Linked DNA regions of Capsicum annuum: region 1 is linked to region 2. A link is a contact called in public Hi-C data. All regions are on one chromosome and are shown on one strand. Each heading gives the region's core, a stretch centred on a gene start, on an enhancer-like site or on the middle of the called end of the contact. The rest is flanking DNA. Distances are from core to core; before and after follow the strand shown. Region 1 overlaps LOC107847703 (protein TRAUCO). Region 2 has its middle 46 kb from the start of LOC107856237.

Region 1 (5,470 bases), core at 2,206-4,705, 140 kb before region 2:
CACTCAGGTAGGTTATGTTTCAGCTTTTGTATATAGAATGTAGAGTGCTACTTGGTGTGATATCCTAGTTTTTCCAACTTTTGTAAGTGGTGCTGTTGGCTTCATGTAGTTGGCCGTGGCCATGATTCTAGTCTTTGTTATCTGTTTCTGCTAGAGAAATGTGCATGTGCTTTCTGATGGCAAGTTTCAGTTGATGAATTTAGTGGCTGGTGTTGTGATCTGTTGCTTGACCCTCACATCCGTTCATATTAATCATGCTCCTTTTGTGTTGAGGTAGGAAGTACATACATAGTTGGACATGGTTCATGTGGATATATTTGTAATTGTTAGGTTGTTGACGCACAAACGCATGGTTGCCACAATTTTGATAGTTGTGATATTTAAGGGGCACAACATGAATACTTTTGAGGCCATAAAGAAGTTAAAAAAACAATTGCAAGTAAAGGTATGGTATACTTTATAGCTACTTGTAATGAAAAGAAGTTAGAAATCATTAAAGATCCAGGGGGCGTTCTTTAGAATATAATGGTGATGAACTCTGAATATGCCATTATCGCCACTATGTGATAATGGGATGTAGTTTACGTTCAAATTTAGATGCTACATTGAATTTGGTATTGTTCATTGTTTGTAGTTTGTTCGTAATTGAAGTAGAGTGTGCTTTTGCATTTTCTTGTTTGTGATTTATGGATGCTTCTTGCAGTATTGTCTCATAATTCTTGCAGTATATTTGTTGTCCTTTATTTTATTAAAAGTAGTACATTTGTCCCTTTATCTAATACAAACTCTGATGTGATTAGATGTAGGGGTCTTTGGGTGCTTTGATATTGTAAATTTGTAAACATAAGTGAAGACCCCATAAAAGATGGGTGTTTGCTTTTGTGATGAATGGCTTGGTGAGAAAATAAAGCAAGGTTTGGAATGGCTGACGTTTAGACAGGGAGAGGTTAGGGAGGAGGGAGGAGGGAGCTGTTGGGAATGACAAGTTGTAGCAAAGGCGCAACTTGGGCTAGTGACACATTCTTATAGTACAAGAGAACAAGGATGGGAGAGATGCTACCTTTTGGTGGAAATATGAGGTAGTGCAGCAAAGTGGCGGGGAGTGAATATAAAAACGATCATGAAGGCAAGCAGCCAAGGGTGTGGCATAGCACTTCCATTGGAGCGTACCCAATAAAAAGACAGAGGTGCATGCACGAAGGATGTTAATTAGACAGGTTGATGAACTATTATGATCTATAGATTTCCCATCCAAGTAATGTTTTGAACCTTTACTTCGTATCTGTACTTTACTCTCAAGCCTCTCAACTTCCATCCGCGAAGGCAAACTTGGACTCATTGAAGAAAGCACCTGAGCTGAAGACCCATGAGTGATTCCTATAGCTACAGACCGTAACTTATCTTATTGGTCCTCTGTACTATGGTTTTCTCATTCGAATCAGTCAACAACTTGAATGTTGTAGCTCTCTGTCTTGGCTGCTAGACAAGGAGCTTGGGAGAGAAACCGTGATGGTGTCTTCTAAATAATACCAATGAGAAAAATACATTAAGCTAAAAAGGTGTTAAAATAAAGACAAGTTTTGCCCGAAAATACAAAAGAAAGTAAAAAGAGATGGTTGTAAGGAAGAGAGGTAGGTATGGAGGTAGCAAGTTGTTGAATATAAAGGAAAAGAAGGGATGGGAGGTGGATAAATTTTGTTATGGTGGCGACTGGATCTGTGACAATGGAGTACCAACATCATAGTAAAAGGTTATCTAGATACTGTTAAGGTTTCATAAAAAGTAATAAGAGGTTGTGTGATCCATATAGTTGCGCCAAAAAAAATTGCACGCTTTTCGATTGGATCTAAGAGGAGGGAGAAGTAAAGGTGGTTGGATTTTATATACATGGGCCATTTAGAGCACGAGGACAAGTTCTTGTTGGAAATGAACACATCTTGATACCATTTTAGTCAAGAAATTTTGCTATTGTTTATCTTTGGAAATGCATAGTTTGAGAAGAGTAGAAAATGTTTTGTTATCTTGAAATGTTGCAGAGGTGAGTAGTATGTTATAGTTGGAGTTGCGGTTCTCTCACTCAATCGGTGCTTTGATACTTGGATAGCTCAACTTTTGGTTCATCTCCAAATGCCTTTTGGGGTAGTTTGCACGGTGAAGGAGAAGCATGGTGCCAGTAGAAGTGATGAAACGACGACTTTGGTGGTGTAGATAGTTGCAACAAAGAGAGGAAGGAGATCACCAGCAACATACCACATGTAATCCTCCACAAGTGGGCTTTGGGGAGGGGTAGGATATACACAGACCTAACCCTCTTATCTTTGAGGGGGGTAGAGGAAGGAGATTGCAGATTGAAAAATAAAATAATCTTTCTTGTCAGAAAATGGTGTATTACACACGTTGTGCCATGTTAGCATTGTGTGTCTAATTGACACAATTTGTCTTCTCTTCAAGTGTTCAATAGATCCTTTAGTTTAGATGCCAAACTGAAAATCTTTGTGGTAAGCTTAAGGAGCAGCTGCCATATCCATGCAGTTCCGTGGTGCGATATAGGTTTATTTTGTTCCAATATTTATGTTATGGTCCCCTGTTATGGATCAAGTTACGAGATGTTGCAATATGCATTCTGATTTATTCTTCCTAAGACCTATGGTGCTGGTTTGTTAAGAGAACTTGCAATCTCTTGAGTTGAAGACTCAAAAACTTGAACAATTTTGTACTTCACTTTCGAGTGACAATTCAAATATCTTCAAATACAACGTTGGTGGATTAATCATTCATTTAATAACTCTTCCTACTACTACTGAAATGAGAAAGTGGAGGGAGAACTTCCTTACTGCTAATATTGCTATCAAGAAATAGGAAAAATAATTAATAGTAGCTGAAATAATCTACTTTATTGACTTTTGCGTAAACTGTAGGTAGAATATAGGGGTGCTAACATTATGCCCCTCCTTCATGTCTCTCTTGTCCTCAAGCGCTAAGTGTGGAAGTAGTACTATTCTCCTCTTTTCCAGCAAATTCTTCTTCATTGTCAGTAAAATCAATCTGGAATAATTTCTTGTACTGATGGTCCCGAGTATAAATATTTTGTCACAATTGAAACAAGGTTCCTTAAGCTATCTTTCATCTATCTCAGATCTGATCAATTTCTTCACAAATCTAGCTAGTTGTTAACTTGAGAAATACATTGTTTTGATCTATTGCGAACAAGGGGGCAGTTCCTTGCATTCATAAAATCAGAAAATACTCTCAATTGCTATATATAATCAGCAAGACAACTAATGTGAAGTTTAATTTTTTTCTCGTGTAAGAGAACTAGCACCTGAAATCAATTGCTCAAACTTTTCTCGATAATCCACCAATCTGCCATAGATCCAATTTGGCTTAACTTAGCCAATTCTCCTAACTTTTGACTTCTAAGCATCGACGATTGAACTCATCCCAAGTGCATTGAGGCATATCTTTCTCTAGTTGAGGAAATTAGAGTTGTGCAATTCCTTCCAAATGAGAAGAAGGAAGTCCATTTTTTTCTAATTCTGGTGTTTGTTGGTGTCGAAAGAAATGTTCACTCCTGTTCAACCATTTCAAGAGGTCTTCGTGGCTATAAAATCGTGGAAAATATAACTTTGTATATAGAATCAGGGAATTCCCACCAGTTTCTGACTCTAAACGTGTAGTCACTGCTTTACCTTTCCAACCTTTAGTATGACTGTCATTTCAGTTGTTTCAACATCCGCCTTTGAATTCGCTAAATACTTCTTGGGTGCATCCAAGCGAGCATTTATGACTTCCTGCTGCCTTACTAAATTGGTTGCATGTTCTTCTTGGCACAGAGTCCACAGTTGTGCCAACTGTTGCTCGATTAGATAGCCCATAATTCTGGTCTCTGATAGGTGTGTTCATGGGTTTGGTTAAACCGATTAAAATAATCGACGTTTGGTTTGGTTTAGTTAGGTTTGGTTTTAAATTTTTAAAAATCGATGCTATTTGGTTTGGTTATGATTTTACTTAAAAAAAATCGTGAAAATAATCAAACCGAACCGATAATATATATATATATATATATATATATATATATATATATATATATATATATGTTATAATATTTATATATAATTTATGAATAAAATATAAATATTTTATTAAATTTAATCTAAAACTTAATTTTAATCTATGTCTAGCCCAACCAATACTTTAGCCCAATTGCCCAAAGCCTCAAACCCAAGCTTAACTCTACCTACTATTACTAATAAGTTAACCCTACGGTCCCTACTTCACTTTTTCTACTTCAGCTTTCGCAATACGAGTTACTATGGTCCCTGGTTCAAATGATAGTCTTATGTCTCCTTATTTATTCAATCGTTTCCCTATATGATTAGCTCACTTAGCTAGTTTATAAAGTAAACAGATAACTCAAGTTTGCCCAACTCTGTGTCTTCTTGCAGTACGCTGCAACAGAATACAAAGCTCTGTTTTGCAATGTACATGTATGTGTTTGTATGTTGTTGGATAATCTTAGTGCCTACAATACAAAGCTAGTGCTTTTCATTTCAATGTTGGTTTTGTTTAATGTGTTTGTTCTGATTTTTAAGAGTTTATAGTGTCATTTGTCCATCACTGTACAAATATTTCATGAGAAATTGTTCAATGTGATACTCTTTTCTATGGGTTTAAAAAGGAATTTATTCTAGAGATGGTTGGAGTAGGCTAGTCAATAACCGAAAAAATAAAAAAATTGAACCAAACCGACAGTTATTTTCTTTGTGGTTTGGTTTGATTTGGTTTTAGAAATTCAAAAACCGACTAAATTGGTTTTGGTTATGGTTTTAACCACTAACTGATCCAAATCGACCCATGAACACTCCTAGTCTCTGATATCAAGTTGTTATGGTCTCTTGATATGGATCTAGGTATGGGATGCTGCAATATGAATTCAGATGTTTTCTTCTTACGACCTATGGTGCTAGTTTGTTAAGAGAGAACTTTCAATTTCTTGAGTTGCAAGAACCCAAGAACTTAAACAATTTTTCGCTTTTCTTTCAATTGAATTCAAATAACTTCAAATACAACATTGGTAAATTTACCACCTATCTAACAAGGAAATAACTTTCTACTATTACTGAAATGAGAAAGTAGAAGAATAATCTCCTTACTGGTAATAACCTGCTACATAGAAATAGGATAAGACAATTAATAGCTGCTGAAAACTTTCATGCGTAAATTGTTGGTAGACTAAAAGGGAGCTAACAATTGATTCTCCTTTTGTCTCGACTTTATATGGTAATATTTAATTACACAATTTAAGAAGAAAAAAAGACTTTTAGAACTTGTGGTCCAAAATGAGCCATTGATATTCAATCATCTCAGTAAACTAAAAAAACATGAAGTTAATGCTACAATATTTCTATATTACTTCCTCCGTTTCAAATTATCCGTCCCAAATTTTCTAATTTGATTTTTTATTTTATTT
Region 2 (5,340 bases), core at 2,160-4,659:
AAGTTATGAGGGGTGTAAGGCTAAGTCGTATGGTGCTTGAATGCTTGGCCTTGTAAAACTATCCAAGATACTATAGATGGGTATGGTTTGGTACATCACTCATACCCTAAGGTACGTGTTAGGTTGGTGAGTTGTATAAGAACCAGTGTGTAGGGTCTTGGAAAGGTCTTGGGTACGAGTTCGGGTATCACTCATACCCTAGGGTACGGATGGCATAGGCGAGTCGTACCCTATATCGTGGCTTCTTTTAATTTTAAGTCAAGGATAGTCCAGACATTTCTTAATTCAAAACCCTTATGTCCTCATGTTATATAACCCTTGGTGGCCTTCCATATCACTTGTTAAAGAATTAAAACACTTCAAATGCTCTCTCAAACTCACTCTTGATGATCGGAGGCTAGGGTTTCTTCATGTGATCTTCAAAGGGCTCATGGTCAAGATTTCTTCCGTGAATCTTCATGTATAAGGCATGTTCTATTCCCTTATTGTTAGTTCTAACTAAAGGAATGTTATTATCCAATGTTTTCATGATTTGAATATTGTATGATTTTGGGTTTTCAAATATGATTTGGGATTTTTTGTTATAAATGTTGGTTATGATTTTCCCATCTTTTTAATTATGCTTTTATATGCATTAATGGTGGATTTGGATAATTGGTTGCATAGGAATGGTTCTTTGGTAATGGACTTTGGTTATGGAAATACTATGCCCCCAAAGGGTACATGAAAATCTCCTATGCATTGGCTAAAGACAATACTTGCAAGTTATAGTTGCTATGACGATACCACTACTGATAGACTTGGTTAACAAAAATGGAATAATGTTTTGGTTGGAAATTAGTTTTAATTAGGCTTAAAGAAGGGGTATGTGTGGCAAACCCGTGGAAGGTGGAGGTTTCGGGGGGATCGAAGCTGGATTCTCATATTCGTCGATGTGAGGTTTCGTCCTAGTGACCGTGTGCATGATGTCACACTTTATATTTTGAGGGATGTACTAGTCATTCCAGGTTTTATTCCATGGTCGTGCGACTTCACATACTGGGGACCTTTTAGCAGGGGGAGCTAAACCCATATAGCCTATGAGTGGCTTAGGACGACAGAGATATACAGCTTAGGTAAAGGTTTTAAATGGCATGCTAAACCCGATTCTCTTTCCCGGCATGGTTATATATATGTGTGTCTATGTGGACGTATGCTTTGTATGTATATTGTTGGTTTTACTTGGGTTTTCACTGGTTGGCATTATTTTATCCTTATCCTGAGTGCATGATAGCGTTCATCCACTAACCCGTCTTTAGGCGGCTGTATCCCCATGCGATGCAGGAACCGACCATTTCACTCCTCCTTCTTAGCTATCGGACTTCGGGATCAGCTGTTGGATTAAAGTGACGAGCTTTTATAGTTCGGAAGGAATCAATTTCATGTCATGGATTACTTTTTGTATTTTTGTCATTTATAGACTCGGTTTATGGCTTTGTCGGGGGCATGTCTCGACTAGGTAATCTTTGGTCTTGTTTAGAGACTTTGTATAGACACCTGTGGACTTGGGTATATGGATTGTTTATATCATATATATATACATACGTTGGATTATTATACTTTGGTTTTGGTTTAATGGTTTTGGTGTGGACATTGGTTGGATATTGGGTGGTTGGACTTGGTTGGGTTGGTCTCGTATGTTGACTTATCCCAAAGTCACTGCATGATTAAATACGTTATCTTGTTATATGTTCAGAATTCAGCAGACTTAAGGTATACGTTTGGTGGTTGGGTTCAGTAACGGGGGTGGTTCCCGGTCCTGGTTGGACTTGAGATTGCCCATTATGATAAGGCCCTGGTTCGGATCGTGTCATTGACATGCCGTATTATTTGACATACGACACTTATTTCGGTGTCTAGAATATAATAATATCTTGGGCTTAGTAGAGTGGGCTCATCATTTATAGCCCAAATCAATGGGCTAACCCAATAAAAATTGGACTTCAATGAAATCCACACATGTTTGGATTTAATAATTAATTCAATTATATTAGTCCACAATACTTATTTGGGACTAATATATTTTAAATTTAATATAATCTGAATTTCGTAGAAATTTTAATTCAATAAAATTTTGTTGCACACAACACTCTTGCTAAATTAGTTTTTTTTTATCACGTTGTGATCATACGAGTCTTTGTTATAAATCAAAAGGGAGAGCCCAACCCAAAAAGACTAGTCTAATAGGTGGGAGAACCCATTTGAATTATAATCCCCTTAGCATTTCTTTATTTTTCCAATGTGGGACAATTGGTTCATAACAATCGCCTCCGCTTGAGAACCAACGACCTCGTTGGTCACGGCTGACACCCCTCTTTGGTCCAGGCTACCACTCCCGGCGCACAGGCCACCACTCTGAGTCGTGGCTCCACGCATGGATCGATCCTCATTGGTCACGGCTGGCACCCCTCTTGGGTCCAGGCCACCACTACTGGCACATAGGTCACCACTACGAGTCACGGCCCAACGCGCAGCTTCCCGCACGTGGATCGATCCTCGTTGGTCATGGCTACGCCCAGTTGATCACGGCTGGCACCTCTCTTGGGTCCAGGCCACCACTCCTAGCGCGCAGGCCACCACTTCAAGTCACGGCCCAACACGTGAGACTCTCAATGAGGGCACTAATATTATAAACCAAACGGGAGAGCCCAACCCAAAAGACTAGTCTAATAGGTGGGAGAACCCATTTGACTTATAATCCCCTTAACATTTCTTTATTTTTCTAATGTGGAGCAATTGATTCATAACAGTCTTTAGGTTCAGGCCAACTTTTGATACATCAGTTTCTTCTTTTCAATTACTTTTCTATTCTTACTTTAACATTATTCACTCTAATTATTTTGCTATATCTAATTAATCTGATCCTCTTATCCTTTATACCTCACATAAAACACAATTGTACCTTTTGAGAGATAAATAATTTAGCGCCCATCATTAGCTACGGGTAATTGTGATATTGGTTTGGTCTTTCTAGAATCTTACTAATAAATTCTATTTTTTTTTGAAACAATCCACTGACTCAATGGTTGGAAACGAAAATCAAATCAATGTCAATAGAAACCTTGTCGTGGACAACCCTGCGAATGACGAGGTTGATCCAATCCTTGTGGAAAACAAAGAGATAGATTCTCACAAAGGCCGAACCCAATATGATGAAGGAAACAACGATGACAACAAAGTCAGAGTCTTGAGATTAATTTTGTAAAATTCATGTCATATTGGAATCTTACCGAAAAACAATACTAATTTGCAAGATAAGGTCTCTATGGCCCAAAGATGCCACGTGAGGGACGCCTAATCATAACAGGGTCAGGGATCATGGGAAAAACAATACTATAGCTCCCAATAATGGGGAATCATGCGAAATCATAAAGTACTTAATGACGCTGACTGTTTGGATAGGCCAAGATAAGAAAAATCTGACTGTATAGATCAAATTCTAGGGGATCCATCAATCTTAAAAGGCATAGACTCGTGGAGATATATACAACTACTATTCTCTCTCAAAGTGCGAGCTAAGATTGACTTTCAAACTATTTAAAATTCCCAACATCTCAAAATATGAAGGAACAATTAACCCTCAAGAATATGCGATAACCTATACACATGCGATAAACGAAAGTGATATGGAACCATAAGAAATCGAATCTATTCTATTAAAAGAATTCAGAAAAGCCCAATATAAAGTGCCATGATGTGGTATTCTTTAATACCTAAACATTTTGTTATGAACCAATTGTCCCACATTAAAAAAATAGAGAAATACTAAGGGGATTATAAGCCAAATGAGTTCTCCCATCTATTAAACTAGTCTTTTGAGTTGGATTCTCCCATTTGGTTTATAACACATTTCATGAAAACTTTTGAACATCTTGTATATTCCTTTGTGTAAACACACGTCAGAGCTAAAAAGGTGCACGTGAGGAAAACTGGCATCTTTAAAATTGCTCTAGAAAACATCGAATTTCTCCACGAATTTGTTATCCAAAAGGAGAGGATGTTGCGGTGTCCAATCCTGAATGAGTGGGCGACATAAGCTTTTACCAGGGGATTCAACCCTAGAAGCTTAAGTGCACCACAAAAAAAAAGCTTTTACCAAGGGAATCAACCAAATTCGTCATGTGCAAGCTGTTGCAACACTTGATTTCAAATTTAACTTTAATGAAATTTAATTTGAATTGGTGTTTAATAAATAAATAAAATTATGTCGGCCAACTAATCAAAGTTTAACTGAAACTACATTTATATAAATCCCAATATGTTTCAAACTGAATTGTAATGATTTTTTCTTATTTTATGAAATTGTATCATTGTGCCTTTATGTAGAAAGCCTAGTTTAAATTTTAGAAAAGGAAAAAGACATCGTTTCCACCTCAAACTATGTAAGAATAGTTGAAGCCACACCTAAACTATACTAGTGATCTATTACACACCTAAACTATAAAAAAATGATATTATTTTCACCTTAGAAGGTGATGTGGCAAAGAAGGTGTATTCACCTTCCTAAGATGCGTGAGAGAAGAAAAAAATCTTAAAATGACAGCTTTCATACACGTGTCACTATTTCATTTGTCCTTATATCATTAAGTACTCCTAATATTCTTCTTAATATATACAATTAGATTAATTATTTTTGCAATTGAAAAAATGTTAATAATTTTTTTTTCTTACAATTGAAAAAATATTAATAAAATTTATTTATTTATTTATTATTTTAATATTTAGGTCTCGCCTTCTTCAATTGCTTCTTCTCCAACAAAATAATCATTAAAACATCATCATTAAATCATCATTTAAACGCCACCATTGACACTATCATCATCAAACTCAAATCTTCACCACAATAATTTTAAAAATCCAAATTTCATTATCGGAATCACAATACAACCATTAATATAACAAAAACCACAAACAACCACCGTAAAATTCAATATCCACTACTAAAATTGTCATCGAAATCACAATATGTGTAATTAAATCATAGCTTTAAATCGTCAATAAAATTACCATCGAAATCACAATTGTTAATCCCCCTGTGCATACCCCAAAATCATAGCACTCCATGTTACAACATTCAATTAGTCAAATCCTCCATTAATTGACGAATCTGAGAATACCCAAAGTCCAAAGTCTTTCAAGAAATCTATGGTGTGATTGTTTACACCATAAATTTATGAGAATACCACATCTTTCATCTCCAATCTATGGTGTGACTTTCAATTCATCAAATCGTCCAATTTGAGAATACCCAGTTATCCACACGTTTCAAGAAACCACATCTTTCACCCCCATTAACTCAAA

What was found. Hi-C and Micro-C count contacts between places; a contact is called where the count stands out from the background.
Region 1: a Hi-C map of bud shows a contact between it and region 2, with 4 times the contacts expected there. The contact joins two enhancer-like sites. A contact is called at or near these places in 3 of 5 Hi-C or Micro-C datasets (bud, leaf and placenta).

The regions. Positions count from the first base shown.
Region 1 is chr11:187,936,591-187,942,060 of UCD10Xv1.1, reverse strand. It overlaps LOC107847703 (protein TRAUCO), which reads left to right. Exons shown (of 4, transcript XM_047399148.1): 3 at 1-7. Among protein-coding and RNA genes, the nearest start is that of LOC107847703, 13 kb to the left of the region's middle. Within about 2 kb of position 3,455, at least 4 of the 5 cell types and tissues checked have an H3K27ac peak or open chromatin away from gene starts, as enhancers often do. A contact at or near this core is called in bud and leaf, where this site is marked.
Region 2 is chr11:187,797,905-187,803,244 of UCD10Xv1.1, reverse strand. No RefSeq gene overlaps it. Among protein-coding and RNA genes, the nearest start is that of LOC107856237, 46 kb to the left of the region's middle. Within about 2 kb of position 3,409, at least 3 of the 5 cell types and tissues checked have an H3K27ac peak or open chromatin away from gene starts, as enhancers often do. A contact at or near this core is called in bud and leaf, where this site is marked.